Linked DNA regions of Zea mays: region 2 is linked to region 1. A link is a contact called in public Hi-C data. All regions are on one chromosome and are shown on one strand. The core of a region is the stretch at or near the end of the contact, and the rest is flanking DNA. Distances in the headings are between cores, read along the strand shown.

Evidence for each region. A called contact is a pair of places that touch in the nucleus more often than the background predicts.
Region 2: a Hi-C map of ear shows a contact between it and region 1, with 5 times the contacts expected there. The contact joins two enhancer-like sites. A contact is called at or near these places in 3 of 25 Hi-C or Micro-C datasets (ear, leaf and root tip).

Annotation. Positions count from the first base shown.
Region 1 is chr1:29,753,737-29,760,660 of Zm-B73-REFERENCE-NAM-5.0, reverse strand. It overlaps LOC109940843, which reads right to left. Exons shown (of 3, transcript XM_020541177.1): 3 at 4,395-6,041. Among protein-coding and RNA genes, the nearest start is that of LOC109940843, 12 kb to the right of the region's middle. Within about 2 kb of position 3,445, at least 15 of the 20 cell types and tissues checked have an H3K27ac peak or open chromatin away from gene starts, as enhancers often do. A contact at or near this core is called in ear and root tip, where this site is marked.
Region 2 is chr1:30,197,940-30,204,679 of Zm-B73-REFERENCE-NAM-5.0, reverse strand. No RefSeq gene overlaps it. Among protein-coding and RNA genes, the nearest start is that of LOC100279272, 39 kb to the left of the region's middle. Within about 2 kb of position 4,514, at least 19 of the 20 cell types and tissues checked have an H3K27ac peak or open chromatin away from gene starts, as enhancers often do. A contact at or near this core is called in ear and root tip, where this site is marked.

The DNA.
Region 1 (6,924 bases), core at 2,196-4,695:
GTGGCGCACCGGACAAGTCCTGTAGACTGTCTGGTGTGCCACCCGCGCGTGCACTGCTCCACTGCGCGCGCAGGCGCGCATTTAATGCGTTGCAGTCGACCGTTGGCACGAAGTAGTCGTTGCTCCGCTGGCTCACCGGACAGTCCGGTGTGCACCGGACATGTCCGGTGAATTATAGCGGAGCGGGAATCCGAAGCTGGCGAGTTCAGAGTCACTCTCCTCTGGAGCACCGGACACTGTCCGGTGTGCATCGGACAAGTCCGATGAATTATAGCGAAGCGTCTCTGAAAATTCTCGAAGGTGAAGAGTTTGGCTTGGAGTTCCCTGGTGCACCGGACACTGTCCGGTGGTGCACCGGACAGTCCGGTGCGCTAGACCAGGGTGCCTTCGGTTATCCCTTGCTCTCTTTGGTTGAACCCTTTTCTTGGTCTCTTTATTGGCTTAGTGTGAACCTTTGGCACTTGTATAACTTATAGACTAGAGCAAACTAGTTAGTCCAATTATTTGTGTTGGGCAATTCAACCACCAAAATCATTTAGGAAATAGGTGTAAGCCTAATTCCCTTTCACAATCGACTCGTCCTCCACTCCCACTCTGTCTCAGGTGAGAGCAAGGAGCACGGGCTCGAGTCCAGCCATACGACCTCGGCACGACAGCTCACAACATCGCATACAGCAACTCGAGGTTAGTGCTTCTGTAACTCGTCCTTCCTTGAGTTATATACCTACTCTTTGAGTTACTATAACGTTGGCTTGTAATATTACAGAACCAACTAGAAGAAGAGAGGAGGGAACGTCACGAGATGGAGGCGAGGATGATAGCGGAGCGGGAGGCGGAGCGCCGGGCAGATCATCAGAGGATGGCGGAGATGTTCCAGTACATGCAGAGCCTTGGCGCCGCACAGGGCATCGCTCCGCCACCTCCATTGTTCCCTCCAGTTGACCCTGCTCTCTTCCACACTCCTGTGAGTATCAAAATTGTAGTTAGATGTTTGTAATGCATCTGGTATAACACATGCAATCTCTTCTCTGTGCAGGGCCAATCTGGGGCGGCATCCAACAACCCTCCGGAAGGGTTCAGCCCAACGCAGCCCCGGTCAAGCCGTCCACCTCCATGAGTGTTGTGTTTTCATTGTTTTAGACTTCAGTACTTGTGTATAATACTTATGTCTGTGTTTGATACTTATGTGAGAGCTTGCGACGTTTGAGACTTATGTTTGTGTTTGATACTTGTGTTGAACACTTATGTTTGTGATGGATATTTATGTTTGTGGTGACGGTTTTATGTTTGTGTTGGCTATTTATGTCTGTGATGATATCTGTGATGTATATATGTGATATCTTCTGTTTGTGTTGATGGAATACAAAAAAACAAATAAAAAAGGTATATACTGGTCACTTTGCCGAGTGTAACACTCGGCAAAGAGGGGCTTTGCCGAGTGTCAGGGTCATAACACTCGGCAAAGAGCCAAAACCTAGGCACCGGTTTAGGTACTTTGCCGAGTGTTATGTCGCTGGCACTCGGCAAAGAGGCAGGCTTTGCCGAGTGCCACATAGAGCACTCGGGAAAGAGCCTGACATGGGGACCCTCCCTGGCGGGCTCTTTGCCGAGTATCCCAGAGGGCACTCGGCAAAGATGTATTCTTTGCCGAGTGCTTCTGGGAAGACACTCGGCAAAGGTGCAGCCTTTGCCGAGTGTCGTCCTTGACACTCGGCAAAGAAGCCGTCTCCGTTACCTCGTCGCCGTAATGACCACTTTTCTTTGCCGAGTGCCCGAGAAAAAGTACTCGGCAAAGAAAGCTTTGCCGATGTACTGTTTGCCGAGCCTTCTTTGCCGAGTGTTTTTGGGGCTTTGCCGAGTGCTTCGGGCACTCAGCAAAGCGCCCGTTTCCGGTAGTGCAAGTGTATTATCTCCCATATACGTGCCAAACGAAAGAACATTTTAAGGGTTAGGATGTTGTATCACACTCGGCAAAAGCTTTACTGAGTGTTTTGTAGGCTTTGCCGAGTGCTTCAGTCACTCGGCAAAGCGCTCGATTCCGGTAGTGATATACATATACCACTATGAAAGCAAGGTATCAACATCAGTATCTCATGGTATAGGTATAGGAGGATCTAATAGGCTACCAATTCCCGTGGGCTGTGGATGCAAATGTATGTTGACGGTGCCCATCTCAAGGTCACGAGGGGGGCGCGAGGGATGAGACAAGAAAGCTTCAATCAAGTGGACACAAAGTCCATGTGCAATGACTCGATCGAGCCCGGGGGACCGGGCACTTTGCCATTTAACTGCCTACCCATCGTCCGCGCGCGGTACCACATGCATGCATGGTGATTGATGATGCATGGACGACTATGCCACACCGCCATGCACAGTTGATGAGACAGTAGAGAGGATGAGTAAATAATGCGAACAGAATCGACAACTTGCTAGCATGGAGGGAGCAACTGCCCTCTCGGGGAACACACAAACATTACCTCCTCATACATTGCATGCGCACGGCTAGCTAATAAGTAATACATTGCAGGTAGTGTGCAACAAAAAGTAAAAAATCAGGTCGGATTCTTCGCTCGCTAGCTCCGTACGTAATCTGGTGTGGCCGCGCATGCACGCACGTACGTACGGCGTTCCATCATGCACGGGCACGGCACATACGGCGCACAGCAACACACGCCAAAGCCGGCCATTACGCCGCAATTAATAGGCTGCCCGGGTGCCGGGCCTTGCAGGGCATCGGGAGACAGTCTGCGCCCGTGCGCTGCTGCTTCCGGCCGAGCATGCAACGCCCTTTGCGATCCACTCTTTGGCGTCCGACACGTCGGCCTCGACCCTGCACGGCCACGGGGCCGGGTACTACTTCCCCTTGCACATGCACAAGCATATACACATGCATCCACGGTGGTATAGTGCGTGCTCTGAGAGGATGCGTGCCCGCCCATGTGGTGTCGGAGCTAGTACGTGTACGTACGTGCGTACTGATGGATGGATGGAAGATAGATCCATGTACGCGACCATGCACCGGCCACAGTCAGTCCTGTGACTCGATCACTGAAGACGGACAGATCGATTGATCGGTCGCTCGAGTCGAGCAGTCAGTCGATCGATCATCGGTCAATCGAGGGGTACACAGTAAGCTGGACGCGCGACCGACGTGTATGTACTTGCTCCTATGTAAAGCTAAGGCTGCCCCCGCGCGCGCGCACAGGCACAGTGCGCAAGCTAGCTAGCACGTACTATAGTAGAGTTCTTCGTGCGAACTCTACGCTTGACATGAGATCCCGGCCTCTCACTCGCGGGCGCCGCACGTGGCGGCATGCATTGCATGGGCACAGTCTCGGCTATAGCTAGCTAGCCCCTATGAATGGACGCACGAGATCTGTGTGGTACGTGCTCTACGTATAGCTAGGAAGCAGGTCAGGACGACTGAGTGAGGAGTAGCTCCTCGTAGCTGGCGGCTGGCGCCTACTCCGGCCAGGGGTATTCCCCGGCCCCGTGGTACGTAGTGGTACCGCGGCATTATCGCGCTGTCTCTCGCGGGGCAGGCAGGACGCCCCCCGCCCGTGTCACGTCCGCGTCGACGGACGCAGCCGAGAGCGGCTGGTTGGTTGGCCTCGTGGGCGCGCGCGCCGACGGCGGCGTCGTTTCGGCCGCTGATTGGCTCCGGCCTCCGGTCCGCCGGGGACGGACGGACGCTCCATCGATCGCTGCAGCTCGCTCTGCTGCTCAGAGTTGGTGCACCCGTACGTACGTGCGCAGGCTGAGGGGTGCGTGGAGGCGTCCGTGTCTCGTCAGCCAGGCACGCAGCACCAGCGACCCATCACATGCGCTGATGCATTGCACACACACTACTACAGCGGTGCGCTCCCAAGTACCCTCTCCCTGTACGTGCGACATGACATTCCTGTTACCGCCTTCGGCAGCTGCAAGCTCTGCTAGCTACACATTCCTGTTACAACCATCTTCTGCTACATGTTACGGATCGACGCAAGAAGAGGATGGGGCCCCGCCCAGCCTTGTTGGTTCCATGCCGACACGGGAGCAACTTCTTCCATCGGGTATTGTTAGACCACACGTACGCTAGCTTGCTGAGAACGGCCAGGCCACAGTCGTCTGATGGATGGTACTTGAATTTCTTGAGAAAGAGAAGGTACCGTACACGTGCAAATAAATGTCAAACATGAAAACTGTAAATATTAACACGGCATCAGGCTACATGAACACTCTTTTTTCTCTCCCATGCAGACAACATGATCCTGGCAAACCATCATCTACGCGTTGTGTCAGAGAGGCAGAAAGAGGAGCCTCAACATTACCACACGTTTGTCGGGATGCAAATGACCTTCGGTGAGTGCACAATAAAACCGAAACAGGTTAATCTCTCTCAGGGCCATATGTTGGTCCATTTCTGCAAGCGAATGATTTTTCATCCTCTTGCCATATATATGAATCATGGTCCAGCATATGCACAATCATTTTACTGTTTGCAAGTCATATGGCAAAACTCACACAGGTCACGACAAGGGAGGTTTTACCCGCTACATGTATGTGCATGCACAGTCAAGTTTTCATTCTGGCTCTTCCGGGGCCACAAAGTGAACAATGGACTTGGATTCAGATCACAAGCTGCTGCCAGCCTTCATGTGCGTTTCGATTATGACATCAATGTGTCTAGCCGAAAACAGACCAGAACACCAAACCAAATTATTTAGCAACCCCACAAGAGAGCCTTCCATTTTTTTTTTTTGGGTGGGTGGGTGGGGGCAAGGTTTCATGGATGATAAGGAGAAAAACAGGAACCCTATTGACGAGGCATCATCCTTTGAATCTTGTTATCACAAACCCCAGAGAGAGAGGATCGGATGCATGTTAAGATAAGCCACTTTAACCCCCACTCCAAGAGAAGAATTCCTCCCTTAGTCCATTCTACCTTGTTGGACCTCTCCACTCCACTTGCACATCTTTTCTCCCCACACTGCCGCCAGGATTTCTGCCCAGCCTGTATCAATATAGAAAGGCTTTAGAAATGTTTACAATTTACAAGAACGGCATAAAGTAGGAACACAAAAGTTCCGCTGGGGGTGGGGTGGGGGTAGGACAGCAATGGTGAATGCAGAATAAAAAGGCAGAAACTGCAGGGTAATGTGGGTACACACGACAACTAAATCAATTTGCAAATATATTGCAGAATAAAAGAACTCCTTGAAAAGGCAACGTGACAACAGAATATGTTCCAATGGTGAATGCATCTGCCGGGACTAATGTAGCAAGTTTGCTTGGTGTGGGCATATGTGTGTCATGCTCCTCACTGTTGTGCCCCACTACCAGCTGGACATGGTGCTCCTAAAATCTGGCTATGTGTGACCACCGTTCACCTAGTTGATCAGATAGCTGGCATCTTGTGATGGGCACACAGGGGCTCACCTCCTTTCCATTCTATCAGTCAAGGCTACATGCTTTTATCAATGATATGTGAAGAAAATGCAATCAACTACAGTTGGCTTAGAAGCCATAAGATTTGCTTCCTTCCTAGATCTTCTTTACCTGAAATAAAATTTCTAAAGTCTTCCTGTCAATATCTTGCATCAACAGCAAAGAGATGATGTGCAGGTCAAAAACTTCTTTTTTATGCAGAGATAGTTTCAGCAGTTTGTTCTATCAATTTAGATTGTGATGAGCTTGTAAGGTACCAGTATTGTATGATTATTCCTAAAAGATGAACATAGTAGAAACGACACAATGGTATTTGCTTGATAAAATTTTGAGAACATTTAATTCACTGTGGCATGGCATTGAAAGCAATCAGGTGTGTTCAGAACCTTATACTGGCTCCTAATGCAGGAATTTATTCCAGATAATGATGGGTGTGCATTTAAAAGGAAAATGCCAAAAATTAAAGTCCTCGAAAAAGAAGAGGTATCTGTCTCTATCTGCCATGATGATCAGCATTTGCCATATCCACATCTCGGCTGTCAGCCACTTGAGCAATTCATCCAAACATCAACAGCAGGAACAATCATCAGCACACCACACCAAACTGAACCCTGGAGAATACATTTGGAACTGTGATTGCTATTATGCCGTATGATGAAATCAAGTATGACCTTGAAGTATACAAAGTGCAATTCAACATTAACAAGTACAGACGACTACAAGTTTATGCTGAAGTGCAAGTCAAAGCCTTACAAGAAATATACCTTCGAGAAACATCCTCTCTGTCTACCCCAATCTCCTTTTGATGACATCTAAGGGGTTTTCTCAGACATTAATAATGGGCTGAAGCAAATGCATCCAAAGACTGGAACTATATGCAAGTTGAATATAAATGATCAATAACAATGTTTGATAAAAAAAATTACATGGAAGGCCCCACAAACAACTCAGCAAGAACAAAGCATCAATTATCAGTTCGCTTTTCATGACAAGCATAAAAGGTAATTACAGTTACAGGGAACTCTTTATGCCAAGTACGACAAAGGACACAGCAAAAGTACCTAGCTAACTAGGCACGCAAAGGACATGTAGCAGAGATGAACCGAAGTGTTACCAATTGACTAAACATTTAAATTATTTACACCAAATAGCAGCTCCGCAACAGCAGCATGCAAATGGTGAGCAGTAGCATATGATCTTTCAGCAGTTTGATCCCATCCTAGCAATGTAGGAGTTGGTGACCCTAATAATTGCCGGTTACCACCAAGCACAATGAAAAGCTGCAAACCTGCTGCTCCAGAAAAGGCTGGCAAAATCACTAGGTTCATATAATTGATCACAGTACACCTCACTGAGGCAGAACACTAGGCCATTTCTCTATCAGTCAAACTAACAATCTGCTACTCTGTTCCAAATTATAGTTCACTTTATCTTTTCGAAGTTAAAACTTCTCTAACTTTGACCAAGTCTATAAAAAATATATTGGCATCTACA
Region 2 (6,740 bases), core at 3,265-5,764, 440 kb before region 1:
ACGAAGGTTTATTTCTAACCTGGCCGGAAAGATTGATGCGTTTACCCCTATTCTTCGGCTTAAGAATGATGCCGAATTCGCTTGGGGGGCAGAACAGCAAGAAGCATTTGATCTCATCAAAAAATACTTATCTTCGGCTCCCGTATTAAAAGCACCACAAGCAGGAGTGCCATTTCGATTATACATTGCAGCTGAGGATAAGGTTATTGGGGCTGTTCTGACACAAGAAACTGAGGGGAAGGAGCATGTGGTGACGTATCTAAGCCGAAGGTTGGTGGATGCTGAAACAAGGTACACTTTTATTGAAAAGTTATGCTTATGCTTGTTTTATGCATCCACCAAATGTAGATGTTATTTACTGTCTAGTCATTGCACTGTTTCTGGTCAAGCCGATGTGATCAAATACATGTTGCATAACCCAATTATGAGTGGTAGGATTGGTAAGTGGGCTTATGCACTCATAGAATATGACTTGGCCTATGAACCATTGAAATCTATGAAAGGCCAAGTCGTAGCGGATTTCATTGTAGAACATCGGGTTAATGATATTCATGAACTAGACATGTCATACCTCACTATTACTCCTTGGACTTTATATTTTGATGGGTCGGTTTGCAATGAAGGGCAAGGAATTGGCATTGTGCTTGTTTCACCAAGTAATGTCTCCTTTGACTTCTCTAGCCGATTGAAAACTTATTGCACTAATAATCAAGCTGAATATGAGGCCCTCCTATTCGGCTTAGAACTTTTAAATGGTATGGGAGTAAAACATGTGAAGGTATTTGGTGATTCTCAGCTGATTGTCCAACAAGTGTTAGAAGAATATCAATGTTTTGATGGTACTCTAAATAGTTACCTTGAGAAATGTTGGAGCATAATCCATTCTTTTGACGAATTCAGTATTCGGCATATTTCTAGAGTTGAGAATCATAGAGCTAACGATTTGGCACAAGATGCATCAGGTTATCGGATAAAGAGAGGGAAATTTCACAAAACTGAAAATCTGATAACCAGTGCAGAGCCAAATTCCTAGGTCGCGGACCGTCCGCGTGATGACGCCGGACCGTCCGGGGTTACCAGAAATGTTCTCTTAATTGATTCGGCTAACAATGAAGCTGATGCAAGTGATTGGAGGACACCTATACTTAATTATTTACGAAATCCCAATATCAGGACAGATAAGAACATTCGGCGAACAGCTTTCAAGTATGTTTTGATGAGTGATGAACTTTACCGCCGAACGGTCAATGATGTCCTGCTTAAGTGCTTGGGCCCAGATGATGCTATATTAGCCATGGCCGAAGTGCATGAAGGAATTTGTGGTACCCATCAATCGGCTCCAAAGATGAAATGGCTGTTGCGAAGGTCTGGTTTTTATTGGCCTAACATGATAGCTGATTGTTTCAAGTACTACAAGGGTTGCCAAGTGTGTCAAAAATTCGGTGACCTACAGTTGGTCCCTGCAGCTGAATTACATCCTATCATCAAGCCTTGGCCTTTCAGAGGATGGGGATTAGACTTTATTGGAGAAATTCATCCTTCATCATCAAAGGGGCATCGGTTCGTGTTAGTTGCCACTGACTACTTTACCAAATGGACTGAAGTCGTTCCTCTGAAAAACATGACACACAAGGAGGTAATTGAGTTCATAACTGAGCATATTATTCATAGATTCGGCATTCCCCAGACCTTGACTACAGATCAAGGGACTTCTTTTATGTCAAAGGAGGTACGTGAATTTGCTGAATTATACAGAATTAAGCTACTTAATTCATCTCCATATTATGCTCAGGCCAATGGACAGGCCGAGTCTAGTAATAGGACATTGATTAATTTGATAAAAAAGAAGATATCTGGTAATCCTAAACATTGGCATAAGATTTTGTCCGAAGCTTTATGGGCTCACAGAATATCTAAACATAGTGCTACTAAAGTATCTCCTTTTGAGCTTGTTTATGGGCAGGAAGCAGTATTGCCTGTGGAAATAAGTTTGAATGCTGTCAGGTTCGCCAGACAAAATGATCTAACTGTCACTGATTATTATAATTCAATGATGGATAATATTGATGAGGTGACCGACAAGAGGGTGATAGCTTTGGGAGCAATAGAAAAGGACAAGATTATGGTAGCCAGGGCCTACAATAAGAAGGTTAAAGCAAAGTCATTTCAAGTAGGGGATCTGGTGTGGAAGACCATCTTGCCTCTAAGGAATAAAGACCGGAAGTTTGGGAAATGGTCGCCAAGCTGGGAGGGTCCTTATAAAGTAAAACAGGTAATGTCTGGTAACACCTATTTGCTACAAACATTACAAGGCAATGATTTACCAAAGTCTTTGAATGGGCGTTTCCTCAAACAGTACCATCCTAGTATGTGGCAAGATGCATAAGAGAACCGATGTGATCACATCGAGTTAGTTGCTTTTGGTTCGCCCAGCTCCACCAAAAGGCAGGGGGCATATGTTTGAACCAAAAAAGAGCTGGCGGACGGTCCGGCCCTGAGGCCGGACGGTCCGCGGTCCGGACAGTCCGCGCCTGTGGGCCAGACGGTCCGCGCGTGCGCAGAACAGATTAGGGTTCCGAGTTTTGTGCTACGGTTGTTAGCTATATTCGCGGAATTAGCTCGGAATCAGTTGTGTAAAGGGTCCAGCCCCCCTCCTCTATAAATAGAGAGGTCTACGGCCGATTTGTAATCATCAACAATCGAATCAATACAACTTTTATTCGCATTTTATCCTAGGAGTAGTTCTAGTCTAGTTTAGGTTTAGCCTCTCAATCCCCAAATTCTTCGCCTCTCTTCGACTCTACGCCGATTGGAGGAGTCTAGGTCGGCCGGCCCGAGCCTAGACACAACCTAGGATCTCTCCTCCCCGACGGGGTCCCTCCCGGGAGCGAGATCCAGGCCGCCACCGGCGACTTCCGCCGCCCCTGCGCACGCGCGGACCGTCCGGCCGTCAGGCAGAGGACCCAAGCACCTGCACCAGGTCGCGGACCGTCCGGCCCTAGGCCGTGGACCGTCCGCGCCTGACCAGGGAGCACCGCCGCCTCGCGCCAGGTCGCGGACCGTCCGGCTCCGTGCCGCGGACCGTCCGCGCCTGACCAGAGAGCACCGCCGCTAGTTCTCTTGAGTAATTGGCGCCTCCAAAAAGGTGCCAACAGGGAGATACCATGGCCCTTGGTTATTGAGTGGACCTAGCTTTGTGTCGGGGCCTTATGGTCAACCATGGGGGTTGCGGCCATAGCAGTGGATTGAGCTCTCTGCGTCACTAGGTCGTGAACATGTGTGTTATCCCTTCTATGCTTTCACCCATTGATATCAGTTTTGTTGTACCAAAATTTACAAGCAGCATATCTTTCGCAGGAATATTTATGGCATTTGTGGAGAGGTAATGTACAAGTCAAATCGATTATGTGAGATCGATCCAACTAGGAGAACTTTGTAGCTTAGTTTTTTTTTTTCGTTCCACTGGTTTGCAATTATTTTTTGAAAATGAGGGGAAACAACTTTTTTTACCGGAGTCTATAATGAAGTTCCCAATAAACTGTTTGGAAACGATAAACGCCCTGTCAAATGAGGCTTAAAGCTGAGCTCTCATCTCGCATTTTGAGATAATTCTGGGGGTTTTATGTGATAGAAACAGCGCACCTGTGTCGAGATTTTATGCGATGCCCTCCGGAACCGAACGTGTGAAGTTTGGTATCCGAATGGTGTTGATGATTTTTATGATGACAGAAGTACAGATTAATGTCGGGAGGGAGTACTTATGGTGCATGCACTTCACCCACAGCCACAGCAAGTCCAAGTCCGCCTCCCTCGGTGACGTGTGGGGCCTATGTACGATGAGAATGAGAGCCCCACGCAGTCATGGGGGGACCAAAGAGTGACCCCAGGCAAAACATGTGGCAGTGGCAAGCCCTGCTTTTGCAGCATCGGGAGCAAGAAGAAACGGGAGCATTTTCTGCTGCACCAGTTGAGGGGAGTGGGGCCCAGAAGTCGGAAAACAGTGCGTTAAGCGCGGAGAGCGTGAGCCTCGGATTCTCTGCGTGTAAACTCTACGCTTGTATACTACTATAATATACTATACTCCTATCTATAGTAGCTGGTGTGCCGGATTAGCCGTGTGTCACAAACAAAAATCCAAGAAAGCCCGTCATATCAGCAGCCACACATCAAGGAGCCAAAACGAAGGTAAAGTGCGGCGCAAGCGTCCGCAAAGCGCGCGAGCACGCGTTCGGCCAACTCCGGCAGGAGGACCCACGAGGAGCCAGGATTCTAGGATCGCCAAGGCAGCGCCAGCCGGCATGCGGCCAGCGGGCTCCTGAATCATTTCCACCCGCGCAGCGGAACACTCGCGCCGTCGCGCGCGGATCGGCCCCGGGCATGATGCGGTCCCGAACCCCGCGACCGCGAGACTCTGTCCCCGAACACGACCGGCGAACGAGGTGAGGAGGGAAGAGGAACGGAATGGAAGGGAGCCGCCCGTGGAGAAGGAAATGATGATGTGTTGTTGCAGTGTCGCACGGTGCCCGGTTCTCGCGGCGGCGTGGGGCTGGGGCGGGCACTCGGGCGGGCCTGATGGAGCGGCCCAACGCGGCGTCGGCCGCTTTTCCCAGCTTGTCCTTCCAGCGAGTGCGTACGGATGGTTTTGTGAAACGCCATTCAGCTGGGTGACTTTGGAATCCTATCGCGACCTCGCCTGTGTGGCTGTGTGTGAGTATTCTTGCATTTCTGGACGCAGATACCCTGCATGGATCAGCAGCACAGCGGCGCGGCTCTTGGTTGCTGAGTGTAAAATAAGGTGCATCGTGCACGTCTAGATTCTAGATCTTCGACGCGTGGTCCTGGCGATTTAATAAGCAGCCCATCTTGCCTCATTTCGTGCCTCGTCGTCGCGTAGGGACCGGGCCGACATATTGCACGGGCCTGGCCGCGTATCGTGCTGTGGAGTGTGGACCTTCTGCCGGTACTGTGCTCGCTGCAGTAGCCTCCGTTTTGCTGATTGAGCAATCGAATTGGTTCATTTGTCTTGTACGTAAGCCACATCTGACAGCGGGCACAGATAGTCGCTCGGTGTACTGTATGCATAGTACACGGCTCTCGTCAGTTTGCGACGCGATCTGTGAATCTACTATTTCACCGTCCCATCTTGAATCATCGCGTACGTTGACTTTGACAGAGCGTCTATTTGATTAGGTATACGCAAGGAATAGTGACTGCATGAGTAGATAAAAAATAAGTTATTCTGATGTCATTTATCTATATCTACACATACGCTAGAAATGGTCGTACCTGGCCGATCAGGCTCACGTGGGAGTGTGAGAGTAGGTATGCGGGCGCAGTAAGGCGCCTAGTGAATTACAACACTACACATTAGCGGTCTGTTCCTCGACCCTGATATTGATGACCCTCTCTCGCGTTGAATTCGTCGATGTCAACGCGCCTTGAATACCTTCCTGATACTGCTCCACAACCACACAACTGCGCGCAGGGCTCCAGCAGCTGACCACTACGGCATCACCGCCGTCGTCTCGAGCGCCTTCCTCCCTCGTCTCCCGGGGAGCTTCGTTTGGACGCTTCCGGTACGCAGTCGCCAAGCCCCAGAACCCCAGGTTACCGATGCCGGGGGATCGTCGACGGATCCATTAAGAATTCCGGTTGCTAATCTAGAGACAAGAAACACCGGTCCGTGTGTCAAAGCTCGTCGCATCCATGCATGTATGTGCACGCACGACGATCACGTACTTAACTCAGGTCAGCGTCTCCGTCTCCTGCTCTTGTCATTTTCTCCTGATCGAGCTCGCCGATCCACCATCGGGCACCGTCTCTAGTCTAGCGATCTTTGGTTTGAGGCGGGAGTTAATTCCTTGGTCCAGCAGCAGGTGGACCAGGCCCCAAGACCATCGCGTTGCCTGATGAATTCTCAACTTCTCAACTCCGTCATGGCAGATTGGACCTCGTGGGTTGGGCCTGGTTCAGCTCAGCTTCGATCGACTTGGACCAAATAAATGCTGCTGCTCCAGCAGAGTTTATGACTACTATGAGCGTTCAGCAGGGAAAAAAAGTGGGCGCATGCTATTGGTTGGGAACCGGATACAATACCAAATTCTCAACCCGAATATAGTACCGAAGATCATCGAGACTAATTAAGGATATCAATCTAGCCTTTAGTATCCGTTCTTGACTAAAACCGATACTAAAAGGTCCTACTTTAGTATTGTTTTTTGGCTTTAACCGATACTAAATAATAGATTTTTTAGTACCGATTTGAGCCAAGAATCAAAGTGTCAAGTGACATTTTATTATATGTATATATATTGATTTATATGTGTATACAAAATGAATAACAATAGTAATATGTGTATATTAAAATGAATATTAATATTAATATATACAAATATACAAGCAACTACTATAAAATCATCTAACTACTGAAGGTATCTTTATTTCTATATTCTTCGTCATCTAATGAGACCAGGAGATTTCGTCCATCATAATAGAACTCTTTATTTTTTATACGATCTAATTATATATGAACCTATAAGTTATTCTTAAATTCCTTGGATCTTTTCAGAGAGAGTGGTTCTTCATTCATCTTCATCAACTGTGATTTGCTAATAGCATTAATAAAAAAGTATTACTATATTAAAGTCGAGGTATTTTATTATCATCAAATCAACATTAATGCTACAGAATTGTTGGTGTACCTTGATACCTTTTGTCACTAACTCGTTACCCACGAAGGT